Regions from separate parts of the Mus musculus genome. Here all the other regions are linked to region 2. The links are chromatin contacts, called in public HiCAR-type and promoter capture Hi-C maps. All regions are on one chromosome and are shown on one strand. Each heading gives the region's core, a stretch centred on a gene start, on an enhancer-like site or on the middle of the called end of the contact. The rest is flanking DNA. Distances are from core to core; before and after follow the strand shown.

Evidence for each region. HiCAR-type assays count read pairs that join an accessible place to other places. Capture Hi-C pulls out chosen DNA fragments and counts their contacts.
Region 1: a promoter capture Hi-C map of liver shows a contact between it and region 2, with 2.2 times the contacts expected there. The contact joins the promoter of Hnrnpa3 here to the promoter of Sp3 in region 2. A contact is called at or near these places in 1 of 39 promoter capture datasets (pre-B cells) and 1 of 9 other capture datasets (liver).
Region 3: a contact with region 2 is called in a HiCAR-type map of astrocytes, with 3 times the contacts expected there. The contact joins the promoter of Nfe2l2 here to the promoter of Sp3 in region 2. A contact is called at or near these places in 1 of 39 promoter capture datasets (pre-B cells) and 1 of 115 datasets of contacts at active chromatin or transcription factors (astrocytes).

Annotation. Positions count from the first base shown.
Region 1 is chr2:75,657,171-75,660,911 of GRCm38.p6, reverse strand. It overlaps Hnrnpa3 (heterogeneous nuclear ribonucleoprotein A3), which reads right to left and starts at 1,653. Exons shown (of 11, transcript NM_053263.1): 1 at 1,589-1,653. The coding sequence starts at 1,594. It overlaps Gm39859 (predicted gene, 39859), which reads left to right and starts at 1,975. Exons shown (of 3, transcript NR_166143.1): 1 at 1,975-2,122; 2 at 2,604-2,693.
Region 2 is chr2:72,977,912-72,981,714 of GRCm38.p6, reverse strand. Sp3 (trans-acting transcription factor 3) reads left to right here and starts at 1,269. Exons shown (of 7, transcript NM_001018042.3): 1 at 1,269-1,465; 2 at 2,083-2,228; 3 at 2,686-2,817. The coding sequence starts at 1,459. It overlaps Sp3os (trans-acting transcription factor 3, opposite strand), which reads right to left and starts at 2,283. Exons shown (of 3, transcript NR_045269.2): 1 at 2,120-2,283.
Region 3 is chr2:75,702,896-75,706,569 of GRCm38.p6, reverse strand. Nfe2l2 (nuclear factor, erythroid derived 2, like 2) reads left to right here and starts at 1,907. Exons shown (of 5, transcript NM_010902.4): 1 at 1,907-2,206. The coding sequence starts at 2,162.

The sequences.
Region 1 (3,741 bases), core at 404-2,903, 2.7 Mb before region 2:
GCCAAGACTTAACCCCGTGATACCTTGTGGGGGTTAAAAGGGTGGGTGAGGGTTTTGAGGCTGGCTCTCAAGGAAAGGCAGGCTAAGCTAGCCTTGAACTTGAGGCAGTCCTACCTTAGCCTTTCAAATACTAGGGTAACAGGTGTGCACGCACCATTCACACCTGGTTCCACTACTTAGCTTTCTGTAATCAATTTACCTTGGTTATACCCACTTACATCATATAGTTTCAAGTTATTTCGAATGCGATCCTTACATTCACAAGCGTGTAATTTGGATTTACAAGGTATAGCATATACCGCCTGACCAGAGGAATTAGAAACAAAACCGTAACTGAGAGACTTAGAAAATATCTAGCCTGTGGTTTTCTTTTTGAAGATTTTACTTTCGAGTGAACCGCTTTTAATGAACGCATTAAGACAATTCAACACAAGCCCTTAAAGGGGGCTCACTTTCTTCCATCTTCTGGAAATATTAGTTAGAACATTCAATATGCAGACAGCCACATACCAGAAACCCAACTACCCAAATTCACGTAAAACCCCTTTATTCAAGCCTCGCATAAATGAATTTGACAATACACAAAAAGCATCTCTATACACACAAAATTCTCGTAATCGTGGTATTTTCTAGTGTGGTCGCAGTTCTCTAAAACCAAAATCCAGGAAAACCAAAATCCGGGCCAATCCGAAGTATGAGAAATTAGATCAATAAAAATATTAAGCTCCAAGTAAACACATCTACACTCAAACCCCCGAAATGGTTAAGACTTCAACCACAGGACGCTGTAAATACTCTCATTCCAAATACTTGAGCACAAGCAGCGGGTTAGGAAGCACCTTAAAGCAGCAAGCTTTTCAGTAATGTATCCCCAAATGAGCGCTGAGAAAATCCGGCCCGAGTATTGCGCGGATTGTCATCACCCAGAAGGCCCGCCAAGGCCTAGATCCACGTCGGGAGCACCCCAGCGGAAAGCACCGCGCCCGGAGCCTGGAGGCCATCTGCGGCAGAAACGCCGGGCCGCCTCCCGCCGTCCCCTCCAATCCCCGCGCACTCCTTCTTGGCGGCGTAGCCAGGCGGCGGCCATTGCGGGCCACTGCGCCATTTCGTAACGCGGCGGCGGCGGATCAATGTCAATGCGGCCGCCGCCCGCCTGCTCGCTCGCCCGGATGTGCTCCTCCCCTCCCCCACCGCCTCCTCCCAACCGCTCCCGCGGAGGCCCGCCATGCCGCCCGCGGCCTCGCTAAGTCAGGCCGCGCAGCCCGAGGGCATCCTCGCCCGGCTGCCGAGCCACTCCCCGGCCCCGCCGCGTCTTCGAGGGCTGCCGGTGCGGCCGACCGAGAGGACCAGGCCGACGGAGGGCCCGGAGGAGGCCACCCGGCCCGCTCCCCTCCCCCTCCCACCGCCCTCAGCGCAAAGCGCGGGACGATCGTCCCGGTCTCCCCGGCCTCCCCACTCCCATCGAGCCAAAGCCCCCCCATGCCGGCAACTACCCAGCAACCCCCCGCTCTCCCCCTAATACCTCCTCCCCCCGGCGGCGGCGGCGACGGCCGGAGTCAGGCTGGGGGCGACCGGGCGGCGGTTTTACCTCCATTTTGAGACCGGACTCGCCTCTTCCAACTCGAGTTCAATATGGGACCGAGAGGAAGAGGCGGGGCCAGTCACCACGTGATGTGCTATCCGCGCGCCGCCCGCCCACTGGGGGCGGAGTCATGAGAAAGCGGAGCGCGACTGGTCCACCGCGTTGGCGGGCCGAGGGTGGAGAGCGGGGATTGGGCCGCCGGCGGGAGCGCGCGCGCCTCGCCAACTTCCAACGCAGCGCCGCCTTCGCCGCGGTTCGCGCCCGGCAGCGACGCTTACGTCAGCGGCAGCTCGACCAATGGCGAGAGCCCACGTCGGGAGAAAGCCGCGTGACCGCGCGTCAGCTTAGAGAAAGGCCTTTCCCTTTCTTCTGGCCCCTCTCGCCCCTCCCCCGCGCGCCTGCGGGTCTCCATTTCCGAGTTCACCTCCATTCCAGAGCCAAATGGAAAGTCACGCTTTTCTGACTTGAGACTTAAGGTTGTAAGAAAGCCAGTTGACCATCTTCGCCTCCCTCGCGGCTTTCTAAATGTCGAGAGCCCAGGTTTGGAAAAATGTGACTGCGCCGCCTTCCTGGGAGACCCACACTGCAAGTCGCAGTCGGGGCACGTCTCACGGACCGCAAAACGCGGCTGAGTTACTGCGGTTTTCACCTTAGCAGCTTGCACATTTACAAATTAAGACAGTCTGGGAGGAAGAAGCAGAGCCACTTGGGTATAGAATTGAGAGAATGGAACGATTTCCAACGTTTCCAAAAGGCTTCTGGCCATATAGGCCCTCTACCTGTTGGCTAGAGATTTGTTTCTTATTTAAAGTGGTCATCAGTTTCGAGTTTTAGTGTGCAGTATATGAACGAAATAAGTCGAATCGTTTATTTGCTTAGCAAAGGGATTTGGAACGATTTGGGTTTTTAATCAAATAAAAGCAAACATAGGATTAGGTAGTCTCGAAACACCCACTGTAACGAAGAATGATACCCCGGATTCTAATAGTATGTAAACGCAAACACTGTTTTTATTCTGTAGAAGTCCAGCATGCTGGGGTCTCCCGTTACCAAGATAGAGCCTGAAGTGAGCCCGCAGGACCAATTTAAAGCACCTTAGTGGAATCCTGGGGTAGGTGGGCTTTGTCTTACTCTGTCTCTAGGTATTCCAGAACCATACTAGGGTATGGTGCCTGGAAACTGGCTGAGGAATCTGGGGTGGGGGGTGGTAGGCTGTGTCTTATGCTATCTCGAAGGACATTCCATTACTGGGGCGTGGGGGCTGGCTGGGAACTGCTGACCCATTGTCCTTGTTTCAGGCCAGGTGGTGGGGCAGTTTCTAATTAGCTGCCTGAAGCCTGGGTTTTTAGACCTCGTCTCCTTAGCTGCTAATTTGAAGCCTGTCGTGGACTTAGCCTAGCCTTCTCACAATAACAACTGTAAATTAAAAGTCTACAGATTTGCTAGTCGTGGTATGTGTCACCTCTAGGCTACTCTGAAGGCAGAGGCCCATGCCTCTCTAGCTGGCTATGTGGAGTTTCAGGGAGCCAGTGCTATAGAGTGAGACCCTGTCTCAAAAGAAAAAAAAAATCTGCAGATCTCATTTAAATAAAGTTATTGAGGGTAAGAAAAAAAGCACAATTGACAAGCCTTCTTTTCCTGCAACAAATTGCATATTTTAACATTCTGCATAGCAAACTCCTTTGCAATTTATCTGTCTCTCCCAGTGAAAGATGAGAAATGGATTCAGATGGTGGCACACACCTTTAATCCCAGCAGTCAGACATGAGACCTAGGCCTGGATCCTCATCTCTGCAAACTGGGCAGGTGACACAGCTCCTAATCCCTCAAACCCACAGCATTTAGGGATTGGAGGTGGGAGATTGAAAAAACTCAGAGCAGCCAAGTGTGGTGTCTCAGGACTTTAATCACAGCAACCAGGAGGCAGATGCAGAAGGATCTCTGGGGGTACCAGGCCAGCCTGACCTACATCTAGCTCTAGGATACAGAGACCCTGTCTCAAAAGGGCTCAAGGACATTCACAGCTACAAAGTGGGGTATGAGGCCTCCCTGGGCTACATGATACCCTGATTCTAGTTTGCTTTATGTTGCTGGGTAATAAACGCCATGACCAAAACCAACTCAAAAGGGGAAAATGTTATACTTCCAGGTCATGGTTG
Region 2 (3,803 bases), core at 20-2,519:
AAGGCTTCTGAAACCGATGTATGCACTGCCCCTCCCCCCCATGAATTTTCAAGTTCGTGTATACAAAGCTAGTTTAAATGCTTTGCCTTCAACCTCATACAAAACATACAAGTACAATAATTGGGATGTTTATTCTTGCTTGAGGTAGATTTCTAATAAAAGTATTGTGGATAGTGTTTCCTACTCTTAAATTCAACCTTTCTTAAGCAAAAGTATCTAGAGGTAATAGACAACGTTCTGTCTGTTGTTTGCAGAACACTTTTTTCTCCTGAATGACTGACTGCAAGGCATTGAGGATGTCAAAGGAAGGGGTGTTAATACACCACTAAGTACAAAATTTAAAAAAAAAAAAAAAAGTAACTAAACGCTCCCAAGAGGAAGGATACTTTTTAGATGTACTGTTTTAACAAATGTTGACTGACTTTCTTGGTTAAGAAGCAGGTAGTTTGTGTGTGCAGCAAACTGATTTTAAAGGGTGACTGTATCTCATTGAATAAAAACATAACTAAGCCTGCTTTGATATCACTGGCCAGAACTAAAACCTTTTTTCTTTATGAAGGGACTGGAGATATCTTTTTGCTCTAAGTGCCCGCCTCCAGGGTCCACAAAAGTAGATGGTTGGTAACCACGGGCTAAGCTCGGGAGGATGAGAAGGTGATGGATCCGACTTGCGACCAAGAGCTGAATGTGTGTGAAAACGTCCTCCTCCAGCCTCGGAGGGGGTGTCTCCCCCAATACCAGCTCCCTCCCCCAGGGCTCGTGGGGCGGGTCCGGTTTGCTCAGTAGCAGCAGCAGCCCTGGGGCCGAGCGGCGGTGGCCTCCTGGCAGCGCTGGCAAGACGCAGCTCCGAGCGCCCGGGCCCTGGGGAGATCCAGTCCGGTCGGCTGCCAGGATGGAGGAGACGTCGAGTGGAGCCGGAGCCACCGGGGACGGACTTCCTCCCCAGCTCGGCTCCCCGACAGCCTGGCGAGGCCTGCACACAGGGCCAGCCAGTGGAAGAGGCCTGCGCCTCGGGTCTGGCAGCCGCAGCCGAGGAACGAGGCTGGCACAGCGGGGTAACGCGCGAGCCGGGGCCGTTCTGGAGAACCTACGGCGCCACGGCCGCTCATTGTCTCTCCCCTTCAACCCGGGGGCAAACAGGAAGCCCGCCGCCAGGCCGAGCGACGGACAGGCGTCCGGACCAATGAACAGAGCTGACGGAGAGCCTAGCGGCAAATGAGAGCCGGGAAGAGGGGCGGAACTTCCGGGCGGGCTGTCGCCCTCTTCCCCCCTTTTGGGCTGGAGGCTCCACCTTTTGTGTTTCCCGCACAGTCAATCAAAATAGGAAAAAAAAAATTCCCCGGACCGCTCCGGCCGTGTCCGCCGCCGCTTCCCGCATCCTCTCCCGCCGCCGCCGCCTTCGCTTCTCACCATGTGTAAGGCGGCGGGGAGCCCCGCCTGAGCTGTCCTAAACACACTATGACCGGTACGTAAAGCCGAGAGAGAGCAACCCTCGCTGCCTCCGCCGCTGCCACTGCCGCCCACAGCCAGCCCGGGGCCGCCACCGCCGGCTCCCGGCCTCCGGGAGCGTGCGACCGAGTGTCGGCGGAGGCAGAAAGCCGCACTCCCATCTCCGCCAGCCAGCTGTCCAGCCCTTCCAGCCCCAGCGCCGAGTGCCCGCCGGGCTCCGGGCGGGCGGCCCGGTCCGCCGGGAGCGCATCCCCCCTGTGTGCGGGCGCGGGCGGCGGCGGCGGGCGGGCGTGTGCGAGTGACTGACGGTGCGAGAGGAGCGAGCGCCGCGGAGGGAAAGGGGAGGAGAGGAGAGGAGAGGAGAGGGGGCAGGGGCAGCGCGGGGAGGAGGAGGAGGGAACGAGGAGGAGGAGGGTTACAGCCGCGGCGGGCGGGGGCAGCAGGAGGGGAGGAGGGAGCGCGCCGCCGCCGCCGTGGCCGCCGCGGCCGGGGGGAGGGCAGGGGAGGGGCAGGGCCCGGGCCGCCCGGCGCTCACTAATGTGGCCGCGGCTCGCGGGCCCCCTCCCTCCCCGCACCCGCCTTCCTCCCCACCCCACCCTCCTCCTCCCCCCTCCCCCCGCGCTGTGCCTGCAGCTCCCGAAAAGCCCGTGAAACAAGAGGAAATGGCTGCCTTGGACGTGGACGGCGGCGGAGGCGGCGGCGGCCACGGCGAGTATCTACAGCAGCAGCAGCAGCAACAGCAGCAGCACGGAAACGGCGCGGCGGCGGCGGCGGCCCAGGTGAGGAGCGGCTGAGCGCGGCCGGGCTCCCCGCGCGCCGCTTTCTCCTCCCCTCGCCCTCCCTCCTTCCCTCCCTCCCTCCCGCGCGCGCTCGCCCGCCCCTCCCCCGCCCCGGGAGCTGCCCGCCCGAGGCGCCAACGCTCCGACCCCGCCCGCGCGCCCCCGCCCGCCGCCTTTTTGTGTGTGTGTTTGTGTGTGTGTGAGTGTGCAAGTGTGCGCGCCCTCCCGGGTGGGATCCGGACGGAGGGAAGAGGCCCGGCGCGCAGCCGTCCGCCGCGGGCCACCGAGCGCGGGGAGAGGCGCCGCAGACCCCGGAGGAGGAGGAGGAGGAGAGCGCGGGGCCGGGTTGGCGGCGCGGCCAGGCGCGGAGCGAGCCGTACTTCCTGTGCGAGCGGGCCCGGCCCTAACCGCCACCCCCCTCCCTGTCTCCCTCTCTGAACCCGCCCATCGCGGGTAGGACACTCAGCCGTCACCGCTCGCTCTGCTGGCCGCTACCTGCAGCAAGATAGGGCCGCCATCGCCGGGCGACGACGACGAGGAGGCGGCCGTTGCCGCCGCCGCCGGGGTCCCCGCCGCCGCCGCCGGAGCGGTAAGTCCCGCCCGCCCGCCATCCCGGGCCTGCGGCGCGCCCGCCCGCCAGCCCGCCAGCCCAAGGCCTCCCGCCGCCGCGCGGCCGTCACGCGCGGGCCGTCCGGCTCTGCCGCGCTTCCCTGCTCGCTCGCGTCCCCGGTGGGAGCCCGGGCCGGCCCGCGCTTTCCGGAGATTGTCACTGCGGCATCGCGCGCAAAATTCCTCACAAAATGAAGTCTGAGACGGAGGAGGTGGGGGGTGGGCACGGGACTCCAAAATGGATGTTTAAGTAATTCGTATCAGGACTTGAAAACTCACTCGCTCTTTGCACTACATTTGCAAGCACAGCCTATCGGTCACAGATAGTATCACCTACCGAGGCAAGGATGGCTCTAGTTTCTAGAGTTTTTGAATCTGGAGCAAGTTTCCAGATCTTGGGTATTTGATCATTTAAGGAGGGTGTTCTTTTATACGCAGGGACGAACATTTTTATTATTATTATTTTTTAACCTGATCATTCAGAATTGTTGGCGTTTTGCAGACTACTCCAACTTTGCACTAGTTTTGTTCTGAGTAGGGTTAAGTGAAATAGTTGGGAGGCTATTGAAATTTGAATTTGAAGTTAGTAATAACTTTGGCCTTTGAGGTTTTCTAGAATATCAATCTTAAAAAGTAGATGAAAGTCATTTTGTTTACATGCTTGTTAGCACACTTCATACTTTTAAGAGTTGAAATTGGTTGGCTAAATGTTATTTTTATTATAACGAGTCTGATGGGATTCTTTTGTAAATTTTAGAACCTCTAGGTTGTGGAGAGGAGCGGCAAGTCTTAGTGAAGACTCAGTGTAAAATTAGGTGCTGTAGACAATGTGAATTTTACATCTGTGTGGACCATTGCTGCTCTTAGCTTACTGTGAAAAGGTGTGTTCACCTGTTAAGATAGTTAAAACACGCCTCAAGACTAAGTTTTTAAGAGGTTTATAGCAATCGATTTATGTAGTGTCAG
Region 3 (3,674 bases), core at 658-3,157, 2.7 Mb before region 2:
AGCCTCCCATTTCCTTTCTCAGGTTCTTCCTGGCTAGTAACTCTGCTTTCAGTTGTCACAAGGCCCTTAGCTCTCCTGCCGACAGAGGTTGGCCCCTGCAGCATTAATACTATGAAATATTATGTTGTTGGCTAACTTTATGTTTAAAAGTTTAAATTTTCGGTGCTCCAGAGAACTATAAAGCAAAATTAGACCTCCAAATGTTAAGGGCCGTTAAGGGTTAAATTTTTTTTACTGCTGTTTCTGTTTTGCTGGAGAAGGAGATTCTGTTTGCATTCTGTTTGTGAGAGAACAAATGGCTGAGCATTGCATTCAGAAGTCCTGAGTCTCAGCTGGAGACCTAGCGCTAGGATCTGAGTAAGAGACCTTTCTTTGTCAGATTGTTGAATCTCTAACTGACCCCAGGCCCATAATAGGGTAGTGGTTTTTAAAATACATTTCAAGCCAGGCAGTGGTGGCGCAAACCTTTAGCCCCAGCACTTGGGAGGCAGAGGCAGGCAGATTTCTGAGTTCTAGGCCAGCCTGGTCTACAGAGTGAGTGTCAGGACAGCCAGGGCTACACAGAAAAACCCTGTCTTAAAAAACCAAAAAAAAAAAAAAAAATTCAAAAGAAGATATTTGTGTTCAAACATACTTAAAACAACAAAGAGAAAGATAAAAATACTCTGGGTTTTCAACTATTAACACATTAAAACATCCCTCGATTTTTTTTCTAAGCCCATATAACTATTTTAGAAATTGGATTTTTTTTCGGGGGCAGTTAAAGAAGTATGTTTGGGAATGAACGTTGTGAAAACAGTCACTACCACCACCACCACCACCAAACCCAAGTGGCAGAGTCTATGGTACAGTTCTCAGCCTGTGGAGAGCCACCCCAAGCATCTCAGATATTTTGCACATCCGATACTTACATTACAATTTATAGCAACAAAATTAGTTATGAAGTAGCAGCAAAAATACTTTTCTAGTTGGAGGTCACCACAACACGAACTATATTAAAGGGTCGCTGCATTACGACGGTTGAGAAACGCTGCTCTAAAAACAGCTTGAGAGGTGGGGCCTTATGAGATCATACCTCAAAATTCCCAAATAGAGTAAGTACGTGTAAAGGAACCCTGAGAGTCTTAGAATCCACTTCGGTGATTCTGTTAGAGCTGTGCCCGCTTGCTGGGCTCTGGGTGGATGAAGTGATACTGAGTGACCGCTTGGGCCCCGAGCCCAGGGCACGTGGGAGAAGTGGAGGGCCTTCGAGTAAGCGAGCACGAGTTTGCAGCGTGGACTCATCCATCTCCCTGGGGCAGAGGTGTTTGAGCACCAGCAACTGAATGGGACCTGGGGCCAGAGGGCAGTTGGCCTCTTGCAAAGTCCGGGTCCCAGCTCAGAGCCCTAACCCCGAAACTGGCGCCACAGTCAGCCGGTGGAGCGAGATAAAGCGGGCAAGGTTCTGCAGGTCCAAATCAGGGAGTGGCAGCTCCGATAGCAGCGCACGGGCCGGGGCTCCCGGTGTGCTTGCACCAACTGTTTAAACTGCTTCAAAGAGCCAGGGCTGGAGCGACCTTCGGCAAACAGCTGCTAATCTCTAGCAAGGGGGTGCTGTCCTACAGAGGACTGGGGGGGCCGAAGGCCTCCTGCTCGCGCTCCGCCCCCCGTGCGACTTCAGCCCACCTGACTCCGCCATGCCCCGGACAGCGAGAGGAGGATCAACAGTGGGGGGTCGAGGGGAACGCGGGAACTCCGGCCGGAAGCACTCAGGTCCATGCCCCGCCCTCGGGCTCTTGCTCCTTCCACTGGCCCCCGTCTTGTCCCCCCCTCCCCTTGCCCCGCCCTAGGCCTTTGCGGGGGGCCCTCGGGTCCTTGCCCTGCCCCTGTACGCGATTCCAAGCTCTTGCCCCGCCCCTTACCCCGCCTCCATGCCCTTGTCCTGCCTCTGGCCCTTGCCTCTTGCCCTAGCCTTTTCTCCGCCTCTAAGTTCTTGTCCCGTCCCTAGGTCCTTGTTCCGCCCCCAGGGGGCGGGGGCGGGGCGGACTAAGGCTGGCCTGCCACTCCAGCGAGCAGGCTATCTCCTAGTTCTCCGCTGCTCGGACTAGCCATTGCCGCCGCCTCACCTCTGCTGCAAGTAGCCTCGCCGTCGGGGAGCCCTACCACAGCGTCCGCCCTCAGCATGATGGACTTGGAGTTGCCACCGCCAGGACTACAGTCCCAGCAGGTGCTGCCCCAACCTTCGGGCCCCTGGGCTGTGCCAAGAAGCCGGCAGGAGCTCGAGGGGATAGTGGCTCCGGGAGGGAGGGACAGTCTGAGCCAGGACTACGACGGCAGGGCCTGGGAACTGCCCCGCCGAGCTGGGAGGGCAACGGAGGATGTTGGGGCCGCGACGAGAGTGGGGTCCGAGCCTGAGGTCTCCAGGGGCGGCGAGGTTGGGGTGTGGAGGAAGCTCTGACTTCGTGGGGCCAGGCAGAGACACCACCACCTCGCTGGGTGGGAGGCGCAGAGGCGGGAGGGGGGTGGATGCTGGCGGTCTAAACCGGCGCCGCCCGGCCTTTTCCGGGGCAGCGTAGTTTCCCTGATTCGGTGCCGGTAAAAATGTGCCTAGTCACGGGGCCGCGCTCGGGGGAGCTGAGGTCTCTCCTCGGCGTCCGCCCGAAGCCCTCCCCAACCCCCGTTCTACGACTTGGTGAGCTCGGCCGTCTACGGCCTCAGCCCGAGAGCTGGTCTGTAAGATCACGCCTGTCCGTCTTGATCCAGAAAAGCCCAGCCCTCCGGGGGCGGAGGAGAAAGTCACCGGGTGGCCCTCGTGCTCTGGCGCCCCGACGGGCGGCCTGCCGGCAGGGCTCCGCACGCTCCTTCAGCCTGGGAACCCGGGAATGGCCTCGCGCCGGGCGCAAGGACGTGCAGACCTGGGCGGCGGGCTCCGAGGTCCGAGTGGGCCCCATGCTGGGCTGTGTGTTCTGAGTATGGTGACCCGCGGGGCCCCACGTAGTGTGCGAGGCTGTGGCTTCTGGCTGGCTTACATCGGCCAGTTGGCAGTCACAGAGGCCCTCGGTTGGCCCTTTCCTGCTCTATAGCGTGCAAACCTCGCTGCTCTGGGGCCAAGGGACAAGTTGGAGCTGTTGATCAGTTGCGCAATTGTTATTTTCCCCTGGGCGGCTTTGTCTTTGGATTTAGCATTACAGAGTTGTAATACCAAAATGTATAAGGCAGGATATTCTGGTCCTTGCCGTCAAGGGTAAGAGTAATAGATTAGAATTTGTTGCTTTTTATACTGTTGCAGAAGTTTTGCTTTTAGACATTTATTTATTATCCCTCGCTTGTGTCCTTAATACATTTTTCTTTGCTGTTTGAGATTCTGCCTCAATTTTCTTAGCATGTTGCGCACTTTGAAGACAGCGAATGGGACGCTTGCGTTTCATAACACTTTCTTGCTAAGTTTTGAAGATTGTTATGTAAGTGAAAACCAGTTTCTGGTTATACTTCAGGCAGTTTTAAAGAAGTAAATGCTTATGTTGGCACACACGCGCGCACACACACACACAAAAGAGTCGGAATTGGATTTTTAGGAAAAGAAACCATTTAACTCCAGGGAATGTATAACTCGGTAAAGAGTAAGTTAGTTTAAATGTAAAGCTTTCGGCTGACCTGGAAGGTCCTGGTGTCAGTTTTTAAGTTACTGACAGTGC